Linked DNA regions of Sus scrofa: region 1 is linked to region 2. The links are chromatin contacts, called in public Hi-C maps. All regions are on one chromosome and are shown on one strand. Each heading gives the region's core, a stretch centred on a gene start, on an enhancer-like site or on the middle of the called end of the contact. The rest is flanking DNA. Distances are from core to core; before and after follow the strand shown.

The links. Hi-C and Micro-C count contacts between places; a contact is called where the count stands out from the background.
Region 1: a Hi-C map of embryonic fibroblasts shows a contact between it and region 2, with 1.9 times the contacts expected there. The contact joins two enhancer-like sites. A contact is called at or near these places in 1 of 5 promoter capture datasets (liver), 18 of 47 Hi-C or Micro-C datasets (alveolar macrophages, embryonic fibroblasts, epiblast stem cells and 11 more) and 1 of 2 datasets of contacts at active chromatin or transcription factors (skeletal muscle).

Annotation. Positions count from the first base shown.
Region 1 is chr5:3,187,179-3,194,110 of Sscrofa11.1, forward strand. LOC102159820 (cadherin EGF LAG seven-pass G-type receptor 1) reads left to right here. Exons shown (of 34, transcript XM_021091370.1): 23 at 1,420-1,620. Among named protein-coding and RNA genes, the nearest start is that of TRMU, 34 kb to the right of the region's middle. Within about 2 kb of position 4,348, at least 54 of the 83 cell types and tissues checked have an H3K27ac peak or open chromatin away from gene starts, as enhancers often do. A contact at or near this core is called in embryonic fibroblasts, where this site is marked.
Region 2 is chr5:2,986,421-2,993,890 of Sscrofa11.1, forward strand. All of the region lies in intron 1 of LOC110260610 (cadherin EGF LAG seven-pass G-type receptor 1-like), which reads left to right. Among named protein-coding and RNA genes, the nearest start is that of GRAMD4, 42 kb to the left of the region's middle. Within about 2 kb of position 2,366, at least 7 of the 83 cell types and tissues checked have an H3K27ac peak or open chromatin away from gene starts, as enhancers often do. A contact at or near this core is called in embryonic fibroblasts, where this site is marked.

The sequences.
Region 1 (6,932 bases), core at 3,098-5,597, 200 kb after region 2:
TCGGCAGACTGTCACATGATGCTGTTTCTGCCGAATTTTGCATTTTAAGGAGGAAAAGAGAGGCTGGTGGGAACGGAGGGAGCGTCTCCCCTGAGCGCCGCACACACTGGCCCCGGAGGATGGAGGGTTCGGTCAGGAGCCCCGAGGAGCGGGGCTGCTAACGTTTAACCTTGAGCCTTTTCAGTGGCCTGGGAGTGTGAGCTGGCCTCTGTGGGCCTCCGATGAGATGGTGTTGCCCCGAGCAAGGTCGGCCTGGGCGGGGTCACCCTGGCCAAGGTCAGCCTGGGCAGGGTCACCCTGGAGGGAGCCTGTGCTGGTATCTAGGAGCCAGAGGCCTGGGGGACCACACCCTGTTTTCAGGCCTGGGATGTGTCCCCGGTGGCCCTCCCAGGACGCTGCAGCACGCAGCAGCCCAAGGTCCTGTCACATTCTTGGGAGGCTGAATCAGCCACAGGTTGCTGCTCTTTGTCACCCCAACACCCGAGAGTGTGCCTCTGGGCACCCAAGACTGCGGACGCCCCTGGGCAGGGCACTTTCCAGCAGGTAGCCTGGGTCCTGGCCTGGAGGAGCTTAATTATTAGTGGCCTTTGTCCACCGAGGGGAGGTTTGGGGGTCTCTTCGCGGCTGGAAGTTGGGCAACGCCGGGAGCCGACTCACAGGCGGAGGAAGCAGAAGCTCAGGCAGAGGAAAGAGAAGCAGAGCAGGGATCAGGAGCCCACCCCAGGCCTCTGAGGAGCACCCAATGTGGGGGAGCGGGGGTTCCTGCAGCTCTGGTCTCTCTGAGAGCCCTGTGTCTGCCATCCCACTCAGGCTGCCCGCATCCCCTTGGCTGCCCCGGCTCATAGTTCTGGCCAGTTCAGGACGGCTTTCCAGAAGTCACTGGAGAACCAGGGCGGCTTCCTCCCTGAGGCCTGAAAGCCGGCAGGGCACAGGGTCCCAGACAAGTGTATTTTGCAAAAGTGTAGGAGGCAACTGCGGCTTCCTGCAGCTGTGGCACATCTGCCTTCGGTGTGAACAGAGCTCTGCGTGACGGTCTCTCGGCTTGGAATCTGGGTGGGTGGCCTCTGCACCTGCCGGACGGCAGGCGTGACATGCGAGGTGTTTTGTTTTTTTTTTTTTTTTTTTTTTTAAATTGTGGTGAAACACATGGCCCGTGAAATTCGCTGTCTCCGAGGTGTTTGAGTGTACGGGTCAGGGGCGTTGGGTCTGGTCACGGCTGGTCACAGCCATTGCCACCGACATCGCCGGAGCTCTTTTATCACCTCGACCTCGTCTTTGGGTTTTGTTCCTGGTTCCTGCCCCTCCCAGCCCGAGCCGCGCCGCCGCCTGCTGCTTGCCGGCCGCAGCATCCACGTGTTGATGGGTCTCGCTTGTGCAAAAGCCCCATGACTGTTCTTCCTTTCACCAACCCGCCCACAGCACGGAGAGGTCCTGCCCCTGAAGATCGTCACCTACGCCGCCGTGTCCTTGTCCCTGGCTGCCCTGCTGGTGGCGTTCATACTCCTGGCGCTGGTGCGGACGCTGCGGTCCAACCTGCTCGGCATCCACAAGAACCTCATCGGCGCCCTTTTCTTCTCGCAGCTGGTCTTCGTGATCGGCATCGCGCAGACGGAAAACCCGGTGAGGCCCCGCCCTCCGCCCAGGCCCCGCCCCGCCCCCGGTGGCCCACGTGGTCCGTGGCGGCCCACCTTCCTCCCCGGCGGGAGCAGGGAGGCGTCCTGGGGCTTTTTCCCGGGGCCTGGGTGGCGTGTCCGCTGCAGTTTCCGTCTCCATCTGGCGGGAAGCCGGCGCCCGGGCCCAGCACGTGGGCTCCCTGCTTGCTGTCTGGGGGGACGCTGCCTCCGGGGGCCTCCGGGGAGCTGGGGCTCCGTGTGCACCAGCTCTTCCGCTCCTGACCCAGACACTAGTGAGGTTGTCCTCACTTACAGTCACCTGTGAGACCCCAGGGTCCCCAGAGCTGTCACAGGAGCCCGGAGATGTCCCTACTGGGCAGCGTCGCCCACCCCGTGCTTCCTGAGGGTCACGGCCATGTTTTCTGTGAGAGCTCAGGTGTCTCCCTGGAGCAGGAGAGAGACACTTAGCGCCGGCCCAGGACTCTGCCAGGTGGTGGTGGTGGTGACGGGGTTGACGAGACAGAGGAGCTGGCTGAGAGGAGAATCGCAGGGGAGAGGAGGACCGGTGACCTTTGGGTGATCGGGTTAAGTATGGATGTCCTGTTCGAGCACCCCAGGTCACGCAGGCTCCAGGCTGTCGCGTGGGCTCCCAGGGTGTCACGTGGGTTCGTACGGTGTGGTAGAGGCCCTGGCAGCTATCCTTAAGTGACTAGATTGTAGAGCTCCTGGGGTGGATCTCAGACGCATTGGAGGGACTAACTGAACTGTTGAGCAAAGTCGCCGGCTCCCACTGGCGCTCCTGATAGATAATGCCTTGCATTCCTGCCCCCCCCGCCGCAACGTGCATGCAAACGGGGACTTCGAAAGCCTGGGTGGAAGGACCGCGGTGGGACCCTGGGTGAGGCCGCTGTGGCGTTTGCCTCCGAGGGAGGAGAGAAGGAGGTACCGCGGCCAGGGCGCTTCTGTAGGATGCGGATCCGAGCCCGCGTGATTGGAGGGGAAGGAGGAGGAGCGGTGGTGGCTGGTGTCTGGGGTGGGGCCCTGGGCGAGGTCCTTGGGGAGCTCTGCAGGGAGGATGGCTGAGGTCGCTGGGGAACCTCAAGGCAGGAGGCTGGACGGAGCTCCACGGCTTGGCTCCCGGCAGGTTGCCAGGGATTTTCTGTTTTTATGAAGGGGGTTTTCACAGCACGTGGTTGGGGGCAAGGGCGGAGGCACACTTCAGCTGCTGGAAACGTCCCAGGGCCTGGGAGGTGACAGCATCTCTTCTCCCAGATGAGGAGCCTGGGGCCAGGAAGGCTGAGTGACCGGCCCCAGGGCAGAGGGTTCTGTGTGTGTGCGAGCACATGTGTGTGTGTGTGTGTGTGAGTTCACGTGGCCACCGCTGAACGGTGACCCTAACAGCCCTAGGAGGCGAGGCCACCTGGCCTTCACGTGCGCACACGTGGTGACCAGGAAGTTCAAAGGCTGCTCTCACCTAAGCGCCCCCCTCCCGAGGTGAGCGGTGGCCGCTCCCTCTCCCATGGGCTGGCCCAGCACGACGGCCACGCGCTGCTGCCGTCGCCACCATGTCCTCCTTCCTCAGGCGGTGAGGGCTCTCGTCACTGTACCAGTGAGGATCTGCCACTGACCCAGATCCTAGGGGCACTCCCATCTGTGCCCGCCCTCCAGACCCCCCCGTGCTGTGGCACATGCATGTCAGGGGCCAAAATGGTACCGTGGAGGCTGGTGGGGCAGCTGCGCCTGGTCAGAGAGGGCCTGAGCAGGACTGTCGTCACCATCCAGGATGGGGTGGAGAGGTCGGGGGTCCAGTCACCCAGGGCCTGAGGGGCTGGCACACAGCGCCGTCTCTGTTTGCAGGCGGCCTTGTGCCATGGAGCGCCACGCCTGGGTCTGCGTTTCAGGAAGAGGGTGATGGGGAAGATGAGAGGGAAGGACGGGGGCAGCAGGTCAGAGAGGTAGCCGGGCTGGCCGCTGCCTGGGTCTGGGGGTGGAGGCCAGGCCAGGCCAGCAGGCAAGGGCGGGAGTCGGGCCCAGCGGGGCAGGTAAGGAGGGAGAGGGAGGAGGCGGCGTGGGCGATGCCTCCTGTCCCCAGAAGGGGGCGCCGCCGGGTGAGCTGGAAACCGACACAGTGGCAGGTCTGGGTGAGGCTGGACACGCGGTTCCCTGCAGGCTGGGGAAAGTGCGGAGCTGAGCCTGGGGAGGAGGCGTGTGTGGGAGGGGCCAGCCTGAGGGGACGCGGGCTGAAGAGACACAGGTGGTGTTTGCTGGCCTGGTCACGCCTTCCTCCGTGAGTGCAGGAGGGGGACCCCTCAGGGACCTTGGGAGGCAGCAGACCCCCTGGGGGGTGGGTTGGAGGGAGAGAGGGGGGTGTCCAGTCAGACGACCTTGGGAGGGCTCCCAGATGACCTTGGCGGCTTGCCCGCCGGGATGCACGGAGCCCAGGGCCTGACCCAGAGAAGTGACTTGCACGTGGTTGTCGGGCTCCCAGGGCTGGCGGCTGGTGGGGAGCTGGACTGCCTGCCCCTGGCACCCCCTGGGCCCAGGCACCTCTCCCCGCCTGCATGTTCCTTGCCTGCGTGTCCTTGTCGCTGCATCAGCCAGGCATAGCTCAGGGGGCTGTGACTCCGGTGCAAAGCCCTTCCAGGGTGCCTTTGAGTGGCCTGAACAGTGGTGACAGGCTCCTCCTTGCAACTAAATACCGTGTGAGAAATGCCGCGAGGCTGCCCCTGGTTTCAAGCACTGACTCACCCGCAGCCCGGAGGGCGGGCTTAGCAGCCTCCACGCACCCGGGGAGGGGAGGGGAGGGGAGGGCCGAGCTGTTCAGCGGGCTTGGCTCCGCGCCTGCTTCTGATGGTTTCCTGTAAACTCACAATCCCATCTCTGGGCGAGGCTTTTCATCTCGCGGATTACTGGCAGGTTGACATGGTTTATTGTGCCTCTGCGTTTGTCTTTGTTTCTGGAAAAGGTAGTACTTTCAGCGCAGAAGTCCCTGGGTGCATTACCGCCCCGTTACCGATAAATTGTGTTTCCAACACTTCTTTTTTTTCTAAAGGTGGTTTTGTGGGTTTACTTTTCCGTTGTTGTTTTTTTTTTTTTTTTCTTGGCTTCCCTGCCACGTAAGGAGTTCCCTGCCAGGGATCAGATCCGAGCTGCAGTTGCAACCACAGGTGCAGCAACACTGGGTCCTTAACCCACTGTGCTGGGCCGGGGATCCAGCCTGCATCCTGGAGTTGCCGTCGTGACGCGGCAGAAACAAATCTGACTAGGAACCATGATGTTGCGGGTTCAACCCCTGGCCTTGCTCAGTGGGTTAAGGATCCAGTGTTGCCTTGAGCTGTGGTGTAGGTCACAGATGCGGCTTGGATCTGGCGTTGCTGTGGCTCTGGCGTAGGCCGGTGGCGACAGCTCCAATTAGACCCCCAGCCTGGGAATCTCCACATGCCGCAGGTGTGGCCCTAAAAAGACGAAAGACAAAAAAAAACAAAAAAACAAAACAAAAAAAAAACAACCCTGCATCCTAGTGCTGCAGAGATGCTGCAGACCCCATGGTGCCACAGCGCAAACGCCTCCTTTACAAGCTGTTGACGGCAGCACACCAGCCTCCTCACTGTTCTTCGTATAGCAGAGAAAGCCATGCTTTGCACAGGGGGGCCTGGGGTTGGTGGGGGTTCACCCAGTTCCCCCTTGTACTGTACTTGGCAGGTGTTAGTGCTGGACTGGGTAGCCTTGCACGTCTCGGGAGTTTTGTGTCGGGAGAGAACGGGGCTCATCAAGCTGGTCCCATTGGCAGGTGGCACTTGTCTTCCCAGTGCCCTGGGCCTGAGCGGAGAGGCCTCCACGTGAATCTGTCCCCTCCTCTGGTGTCTGTTGGGGTGGGGGTGTCTCCGTGGCATACTGAGGCCCCCGGACAGGGAGGGGTCAGGCTGCTGGGACCACAGGGAGGGTGGGACAGAATGTCCCAGGTGGGCCCCCCTCTCCTGCCCGTCCAGCTTCCAAGGACCTGGACGGGTGCTCGCCCACATCACCCAGCAGGCGGGCCTTGGGAGCCCCCGGCCCGGCAGCCGGCCCCTCCCAGGAGCACCCGTGAGGATGGTCTGGGCCAGGCAGAGCTCTTCCTTTTCTTTCTTTGTTGTTTGTTTGTTTTTTTCCATTTTTAAGTTTTATTGAAACATAGTTGATTTACAGTGTTGTGCTGTTTTCTGCTGTACAGATGGTGCCCCTGGCGCGCGTGCGCGCGCACACACACACTCCCTTTCTCATTCTCTCCCGTCTCGGTCTGTCCCCGTCACGGTCGGTCCCCGGAGACTGGATGCAGTCCCCGTGCTGAACAGCAGGACCTCATTGCGCATCTGTTCTAAACGAGGCAGACAGAGCTCGTGAGGTTCCGTCCCGGCGCACCTGGGCCTGGACTCCCCGGATCCCACGGTGTCCCCAGGCCCCCACCACTGCCTTCTACATTCTCATCCCACCTACAGCGTCCGAGGACGCAGGCCTGGGCCACCACGGCCCCCAGAGGCTGAGAAGGTGACCCTTGGTTGCCCCACGCAGGGAGGCTCTCGTCCTGGCCCTCGACCGCTGGCCAGACACACCGCCCCCTCCCAGCTGAGGCCAGAAGGAGACCGGACATGCCGTCTGCTTTCTTCTGTTAAATCGGCACAGTTCATCCTTATGCATCTGCGAGGTCACAACTCGAGGCCCCTCTCTCCCGCTCCCCGCATTCATTGGACCGAGGAAGCCCGCGTGTGGGCCGGAGTGGTGGGCGAAGGCCACGGTTTGCGGCCATAGCCTGAGCCGGCTGCCTCCAAGATATATGTTTTTAACTTTATGTGAAATGCCAGCGTTTAAAAATTTGGAGCCATTGCAGTTCCCATCGTGGCGCGGTGGTTAATGAATCTGACTAGGAACCATGAGGTTGCAGGTTCGATCCCTGGCCTCGCTTAGCGGGTTAAGGATCCAGCGGTTGCTGTGAGCTGTGGTGTAGGTCACAGACTCAGCTTGGGTTCCAGGTTGCTGTGGCTGTGGCATAGGCCGGTGGCTACAGCTCCGATTCGACCCCTAGCCTGGGAACCTCCATATGCCGTGGAATGTGGCCCTAGAAAAGGCAAAAAGACCAAAAAAAAAAAAAAAAAAAATTGGGAGCCATGATGTGAAATTACCAATTTGCAGCTTCTAATGAAAACACGAGGCTTTGCTCCCCTGTCCCTCCTCCCAGCCCCAGGTTCCGCTCACTCATGGCACTGATCTGGGTTGGGGCGGGGTGAGTCCCTGAAACCCCAGCTGCTCTGCCCTCTGTCGGGAGCCTGCGACGCTGGGACTGCT
Region 2 (7,470 bases), core at 1,116-3,615:
CTGGCCCTTCACTCTCTCCTCTCTTACCTGAGGGGGGAAGTTTTGAGGAGTGCGTTGCTAGGCTGAGATGTTTCAATGCTGAATCCTTGCTCTGCTTTAAAGTTGGCACCTTGGGGAGTTCCCATCATGGTGCAGGGGAAACAAATCCGACTAGGAACCATGAGGTTGAGGGTTCCATCCCTGGCCTCGCTCTGTGGGTTAAGGACCCAGCGTTGCTATGAGCTGCGGTGTGGGTTGCAGGTGCGGCTCGAATCTGGCATTGCTGTGGCTGTGGTGCAGGCCGGCAGCTGTAGGTCCGATTCAACCCCCAGCCTGGGAACTTCCATATGCCACAAGTGTGGCCCTGAAAAGCGGAAAAAAAAAAAAAATGTAGGCATGTTGGGACCCTATACAACCCTCGGACCGTTTGACGCCTCTTTAATGCTTTGAAGGAAAAAATTACTATAAACCATAAAATCTGTCATTCCCAGCAGCAAAGCTGTGTGTAGAAACAGAACACAAAAAGACCAGCCTTTGAATTAACCAGAGTTGGATTCTTCTTTTTTTTCTTTTTTTTTAAGAAACAATGGGTAAGCTGTGGTTTCAGATTCAGGTGCTGTTTCCAGTGAAGGGTTATTGGCTCCCCGGGGTTTACAGCCGTACCCTGCGGCCTCTAGGGCATTATTACTGCCCCAGAGGCGCTGTAAAGGCGAGCTGGCAGGCTGTTAGGTTTTGTGGGAGCTGTGCCAGGAGGGGCTGGGAGGGTGCACAGGGGTGGGGGAAGGGAGGGGGTGTGGGAGGAGGGGGGTGGGCTCTGGTGTCTGAGATGGACACGCCCGGGAGAGGGCGGCTCCTCTGACCCGGACTGGGGGTCTTCGTACCCTCTCCCGTCTGTGAGCCGATAGCGTTACTGGTTTGATGGAGCCCACCAAGGACAAAAGGCTGCTTGAGATTTTCTGAACTCTGAATTTCGCCACATTCAAATCGCTGTCCTTTTTGAATGCTGTCCAGGGATAGGTGTGTTTTATAGGCAAGGGTTTTTTGAAGCAATTTTATTGAAGTATAGTTGCTTTGCAGGGCTGTGTTGATTTCTGCGGTGCAGCGAGGTGACGCGGTTATCCGTTGTACATCCTCTCGGTTATCCGTTGTACAGCCTCGTTCATGCTTCTTTTTTTTTTTTTTTTTTTTTTTTTTTGTCTTTTGTTGTTGTTGTTGCTATTTCTTGGGCCGCTCCCGCGGCATATGGAGGTTCCCAGGCTAGGGGTTGAATCGGAGCCGTAGCCACCGGCCTACGCCAGAGCCACAGCAACGCGGGATCCGAGCTGCGTCTGCAACCTACACCACAGCTCACGGCAACGCCGGATCGTTAACCCACTGAGCAAGGGCAGGGATCGAACCCGCAACCTCATGGTTCCTAGTCGGATTCGTTAACCACTGCGCCACGACGGGAACTCCTCGTTCATGCTTCTTACCTTGGTTTCATCACAGGCCGTTGAAGGCGCTTCCCGTGCTGCACTGTAGAAGCTTGTTGTCTATCCAGCCTGGAGATACTAGTCTGCATCGGCTCATCCCAAACTCCCGGTGCATCCCCACTCTCCCCCTTGGCAACCACAATTCTGTTCTGTCTGTGAGTCTCTTTCTGTTTCACAGATACGTTCATTTCTGTCCTTTTTCTTTTTTCTTTTTTGGCCACAGCTGTGGCATGTGGAAGCTCCCCGGCCAGGGATCGAACCTGAGCCACAGCAGCAACTTGAGCTGCTACAGTGACAACATCAGACCCTTAGCCTGAGAAGCCGCCAGGGAACTCCTCATTTGTGTCGTATTTTATTTTATTTTTGTTTTTTTTGTTTTGGTTTGGTTTGGTTTTTTGTTTTGCTTTGTAGGGCTACACCCGCAGCAGATGGAGGTTCCCTGCTGGGGTCTAATCGGAGCTGTAGCCGCCGGTCTATGCCACAGCCCCAGCAATGCCAGATCCGAGCCTCGTCTGCCACCTACACCACAGCTCACGGCAACACTGGATGCTTAACTCACTGAGCAAGGCCAGGGATCAAACCCACAACCTCATGGTTCCTACTTGGGTTCGTTTCTGCTGCGCCACGACGGGACCTCCTGTATTTGCATTTTTCAAAACAGGGTGGCTAATAACCCAATGGGACTGTCACATGTGGGGTCCTTTGGTTAGTCTTTCTAGAGGGTGGCCTTGTAGTCACATGGACAGTTTACATTCACCTTGAACAGGTGTGCGCCTGTGGGGGTGGGGCCAGGAAGCGTACAGCGCAGAACGTGGCATTTGGTGGAAAATGGCCTGGTGCTTGTGGGCGTGTAGACACCTGGACGTGGGAAACGCGGCGTTTGTGGGGTGACCATGATTGGGCCGTGAGTCACCCAGAATGTCAGAAAATACTGAAAGTCGGTGAACTAACAAGATTGAGTCATCTTTACCGGTTTCCTTTGGTGGGGAATGGCTGGGATAAAGTCGTCTCGGCCTGATAAAGTCTTTAAAAGTGTTTGCTGAGTTAAATACAGGCTCTCGCAGGGACTTTTAAGTAGGCGATTGCCAACGAGGAAATAAAAGCTGGGCGTTGTACCAGGCAGCGTCTGGATGCATGCATTATCTTTCTTTGCTGAATCTCACGGTGTGGAAGAGGATCAGACCAGCTTAAACCGTATCACTTGTCGAGCTGGATTCTCCAGTGATGTAATCTGCCTCGGAAGAGGTAGTGCTTTGGGAAGCTGGCTAGTTAACCGCTGAGGCTTCAGTTAACTCAGTAACCTGGATGGAGCCACTTGCTGACTTTCAGAAACACTGGCTCTGAAACAATGGAGTGTTTGTTTGTTTGTTGAGCACCTACTGTGTGCAGGGCCTACTGTGTGCGGGCCCTGGAGGGAGGTTGGGCTGGGGACTCTTCTGTGCCAAGGTGAGCATGGTGTGCCTTCCCGGGGAGTGGGGGTGGGATGGGGGGCTGAAGCGGGGACCGGGGGAGGGCTGACTGTCGTGGGGGAGGTTTGGGACTGAGAACCTGAGCGGTGCCCGAGCTGCTGTTGAGAGGCGGCTCTCGGGTGAGCCCGGAGGGTAGAGGGCACATGAGAGGTCAGGCTTGGCCCAGTGCCTGGCAGAGGCGAGGATGGGTGGCTAGAGAGGATTTGGGAGGTGAGATGGTCAGATATGGAGGTGACGGGGTTGATCAGCCGACGAGCCTCTTGTGCTGGGATCCCTCCCTGTACACATGCACACACACACACACACACACACACACACACACACGCACACCCCTGTGCTGCTGGTCTGAGCACCTGGCCACTCCTGCAGTGGCCTCATCTGTGGAAGGTATTATCTCATCGAGGCGCAAACCAGAGCCCCAGAGGCTCAACCCCGCATCCAGGGCACCGGCTTGTGTTGGTAGCACTGGGATTCGAACCCGGGACGGTGGCTCCCAAGCCGTGTTCTCTCAGGCTGTGCTTTCCAGAATAAACTGGCTCCGGGAACGTGCCGAGGCGGTTGGGTGAGGAGGAGCAGCCACTGAGGGAGGCCCGGGAGGGCGCCTTGGACCCTGTGCGGCTGGGCCCCTGACATTGTCCTGGAGTTGGTCGGGTGTGCAGGTCTGGCAGGAGGGCCCAGCTGGGGCCACAGGTGGTCAGCATGGCCACGGGGGTGACAGAGAGCACATCACGGCCGTGGGTGGTCAGTGACCCGTCTGCAGGGGTGGAGGGCACTTGGCAGGGGACACCTATGATGGGGACAGGGCGCAGGTGCAGCCTGGAGGAGGCCTGGCCCGAGTGGCCTGTCGGGCAGGCCGGACCTGCAAGAGGAATAATCGCCTGCAGGAGAAAAAACCCGAGTCTGGGCTCTGGAGGCTGAGGGAGAGTGAGGGCCTGAGGGGGTCACCGGCGGCAGATGCCTTGGGGGGTTCACGGAGCTTCAGGACGGGGAGGCGACTTGAGTTCGCCAAGGGCAGGCGGGTGGTGGGAGGCTTGAGGGGCGGAGGGCTGGGTGGCCGGGCGTGGGCGAGGCTCAGGGGGAAGGCAGGAGGGCCCCGGGGACCCGGGCTGAGTTGAGGGCCGAGGAGTTGACCAGTTAGTTAATGTGCAGAGCATCCTGTGTTACCTGATTGTGCCGGTGTTTACCTGTCTGGGGCACTGGCACTCCTGGGGGGCACTGGGCTGGCGGGGGTTGGGCGGAGACAAGCCTCAGTGGCAGAGGTGCCTTCTGTGGCCGAGCTGAGTGTAGACGGGGCTGCAGGAGTCGGGACAGGGCTGGCAGCGTCTCCTTCTCTCTGAGTCATGGGATGGAGATGGAGGAGCAGGTGGGCGGGGGAGGATGGGCAGCCGCTGAAGGCCACGCGTGACCTGGGCGTACAAGGACCAGGCTTCCCCATCTCAGCACTGGCCACCTGGTGACCTGAGGTCTCTGTCTGGCCCCACCTGCCAAGGAGGGTGACAGGGAGACTTGTTCTTAAAATCTGGGCAGAGTCGCAGTTGCATGAGGCCTAAGGGGTGGGCTGAGATCACATCTGGAAAAGCGACGGCTGTTGGGGATGAGAAAATTCTGTCCGGGACCTGGTGGCACTGTTGCATGTCCACGTTGGTCTGAGCATTCGCCCAGACCGGCCCGTTTTGACATCTGAGAGCAGAAACCTGTTCAGGACCCACCTAGGTGGGATGGTGGCCCCGGGGGGCCCTGGTGTCGCGGTGTCCGCACCCTCGGGCATGTAGTAGCTCAGGGCCATGGGGCCTCATGCTGCCAGCACTTGGATGCAGGCAGAAGCCAATTTTATCGCGTGAGGCAGAGAGGGTGGAACGTGTTCCTGAGTTTGGCTTGGTTCTTTTCCCCTCACAGCCTCGGGGAAAATAGTTTTCAGTTTTTGCTTCTTGTTCTTTAGCCTGAACACGTAGGTCCCTGAATGTTGGGCAGAGGGGGGCTGGTCAGTAACCCTCTGCCTCTCTGCCTGTTTGTTTGGCAAGAGTAACCGGGGTCACCCAAGGAAACAAAGGGGGGGACCCGGGTGGTGGTGGTCGGAGGGAACCAGCCTTTTGTTGGGGGGAGACAGCAAGGCTCCCTCTGCTTTGCCCTGTGCACCTGAGGCTTGGCACACAGTAGGTGTTCTGCAAACCCGGATCCTTTACAGAACGATCCCAAGGGGTGTGGGGGGAGGAGCCAGGTGCCAGCCCCACTGTCCTCATTGAGGGGACAGAAGGGGGGCCGGTAGAGACCACAGGACGCCCCCCGTGACCACCCTCCGTCTCCTCTGTGCTGGCCTGGGGGCTTGGCTCCGAGGGAAAGAAACGGGCTTTTTTTTTTCCAGAAATGCAATGGCTGCATTCTCACACTTTTGCTTCAGGTAAGAACTTGTGGCTACCTTGCTAATCGGTCCCTTTTTTGGGCGTGAACATTCCGAAGCTGGGAAAAGCCCAACACGAGCCTTTGTCATTTTAATCACTCTGCTCTGTGTTTCTGGGTTTCTTCTCTTGATGTTCTGAACGAAGGCTGGGCTTTTTCTTAAGCACAGAGACACACATGTATGCACACGTATGCATGTCCACACACACACACACACACACACACTCACGATTAAAGCAACTACGCTAAAAGCAAATTATGGAGAATAACCTTTCCTTCCACCACTGGGTTTTAACCTTTGCAGTTAAAGGTTGGGGAGCACCTGAGCCAACACAGGGGGTCCCTTGGAGCTGCAGGCCTGGCACAGGGCCTTGGGAGGGGGAGGGAGGCCCTGTGGGAGGGGTGTCCTGCCAGCCCTTGGCCGGCGGATGTCCCAGGGTCAGCTCCGCAGCGCCTGGCAGTGCGTGGTGGGTGGGCAGCCTCGGCTCTGTGGGCACCTTGTGGCCCCCCCTCCGCATCCTTTTCCGTCGGGTGCTGTCAGTACCGTGGAATTTCAGATGAGCCCTAACTGGGCTCTTTCTCCAGGACTCTTGTGGGTGAGGTGACTGTCCCTCCATTTTCGAGGCAGGAACCTGAGATCGGCCGCCCTGCCCTGTCCCTGTCATGTTTCTGCTGGCAGCATGGACACTCCCAGGTCCCTTCGTCCCTTGTTCCAGCTCTGGGGAGCTGGGGGTTGGGGGCCCCCTGAACTGCTCCCCTCCCTGGCAGTGCACCCCCCCACACACACACCTACTGTGGCTTTGCCATCAAGGGTCCAAGCCTGGCCTCTGCAGACTGGGAGGGCTTTGGTGCAGGAGGCAGCGCCCGGAGCCAGACCATGCATTGGGTGTGGTCGCCTGACAGTGCGGGCACCCACCGTTCTGGTGGGTGTGCCTCCCGCTTCCTAGGCGTGTGCCTTGGCTCTACCCATCTTCTCCCTGGGATCTCAGAGAAGCCCCATTTCACAGCCAAGAGACGGAGGCCAGCAGGCTGACCGTGCTGGGGAGGGCCAGCCTCAGGCCCTGGGGTCCCAGTGCCCTAACCACGTGCTGGCCACCCCCTTGGATCTCCACCTTGAGCCAGCAGCTGAGCCCTGGGGAAGCTTGGTGAGGGTGGGCTCATCGCCCAGAAAAGGTGGGCCGAGGGTTGCGTGTGTGTCGTGCCTGATTCCACGGGAACACTCAGCTCTTTGCACCCAGTGAACAGGGAGGGGAAGAAGGGGGTCCTGGCGAGCTGTCTCGGAATCTCTATGGGGTCTTCTGTGGTTGGAGCTGTGACATAGGAACAGTGGAGTGCAGGAATGGTGTGCACCAGGTGCAGGGAGGATCCCATGCCGGAGGCAGGGCGAGGGGGACGTCGATGAGGGGGCCCCATAAAGCAGCTGTCTGATGTGCCCTAGGGACCTTCCAGTCCCAAGGGCACAGACTCTCCTGCCCTCCTGCCTTCTCTTCTCCTCCAGCAATGAATCAAGATTTTTCTTTCATTTTTAATAGTCTGTTTTTTACTGCCAGTTCCAGAAAGATAAGATCTTTCTTATCTTTTTGGGTTTTTAAACTATCTAAACTATCTAATCTAAATGCTACGTGGTTAGGCAAACTAACGGGAAATAAAGATCAGGCTGAGTTAGTGTTTGAGATAAGGGCTTTCTTGCGGGGGGAGGGGGGGCAATAAACGTTTATCTGGGAGTTGATTGTTGAAAGGCCGTTTCTATAGAGTGCAGCCCCGCCTTGGAGACTCCTGTGTGTGCCTGGTCCCAGCAGCTGTCCTTTCGTGCGCTGTGACCTGTCTCCAGGACTGCAGCCAGGGAGAGGTTTCACCGGGGTGTCTCTCTCTCGAATTCAGTGCCCCCATTTTTCTTCTTTTTAGGGCCACACCTACGGCACCTGGAAGTTCCTGGGCTAGGGGTTTCATTGGAGCTGTAGCTGCCATAGCAACAGCAAGGCGGGATCTGAGCCACATCTGCGATCTACACTGCAGCTCACAGCAACGCCGCATCCTTAGCACACTGAGCGAGGCCAGGGATCGAACCCACATCCTCATGCATACTGTGTTGCTTTCTTAACCTGCTGAGACACAACAGGAATGCCTCAGTGCCCCCTTTGAAACAGGGGGCT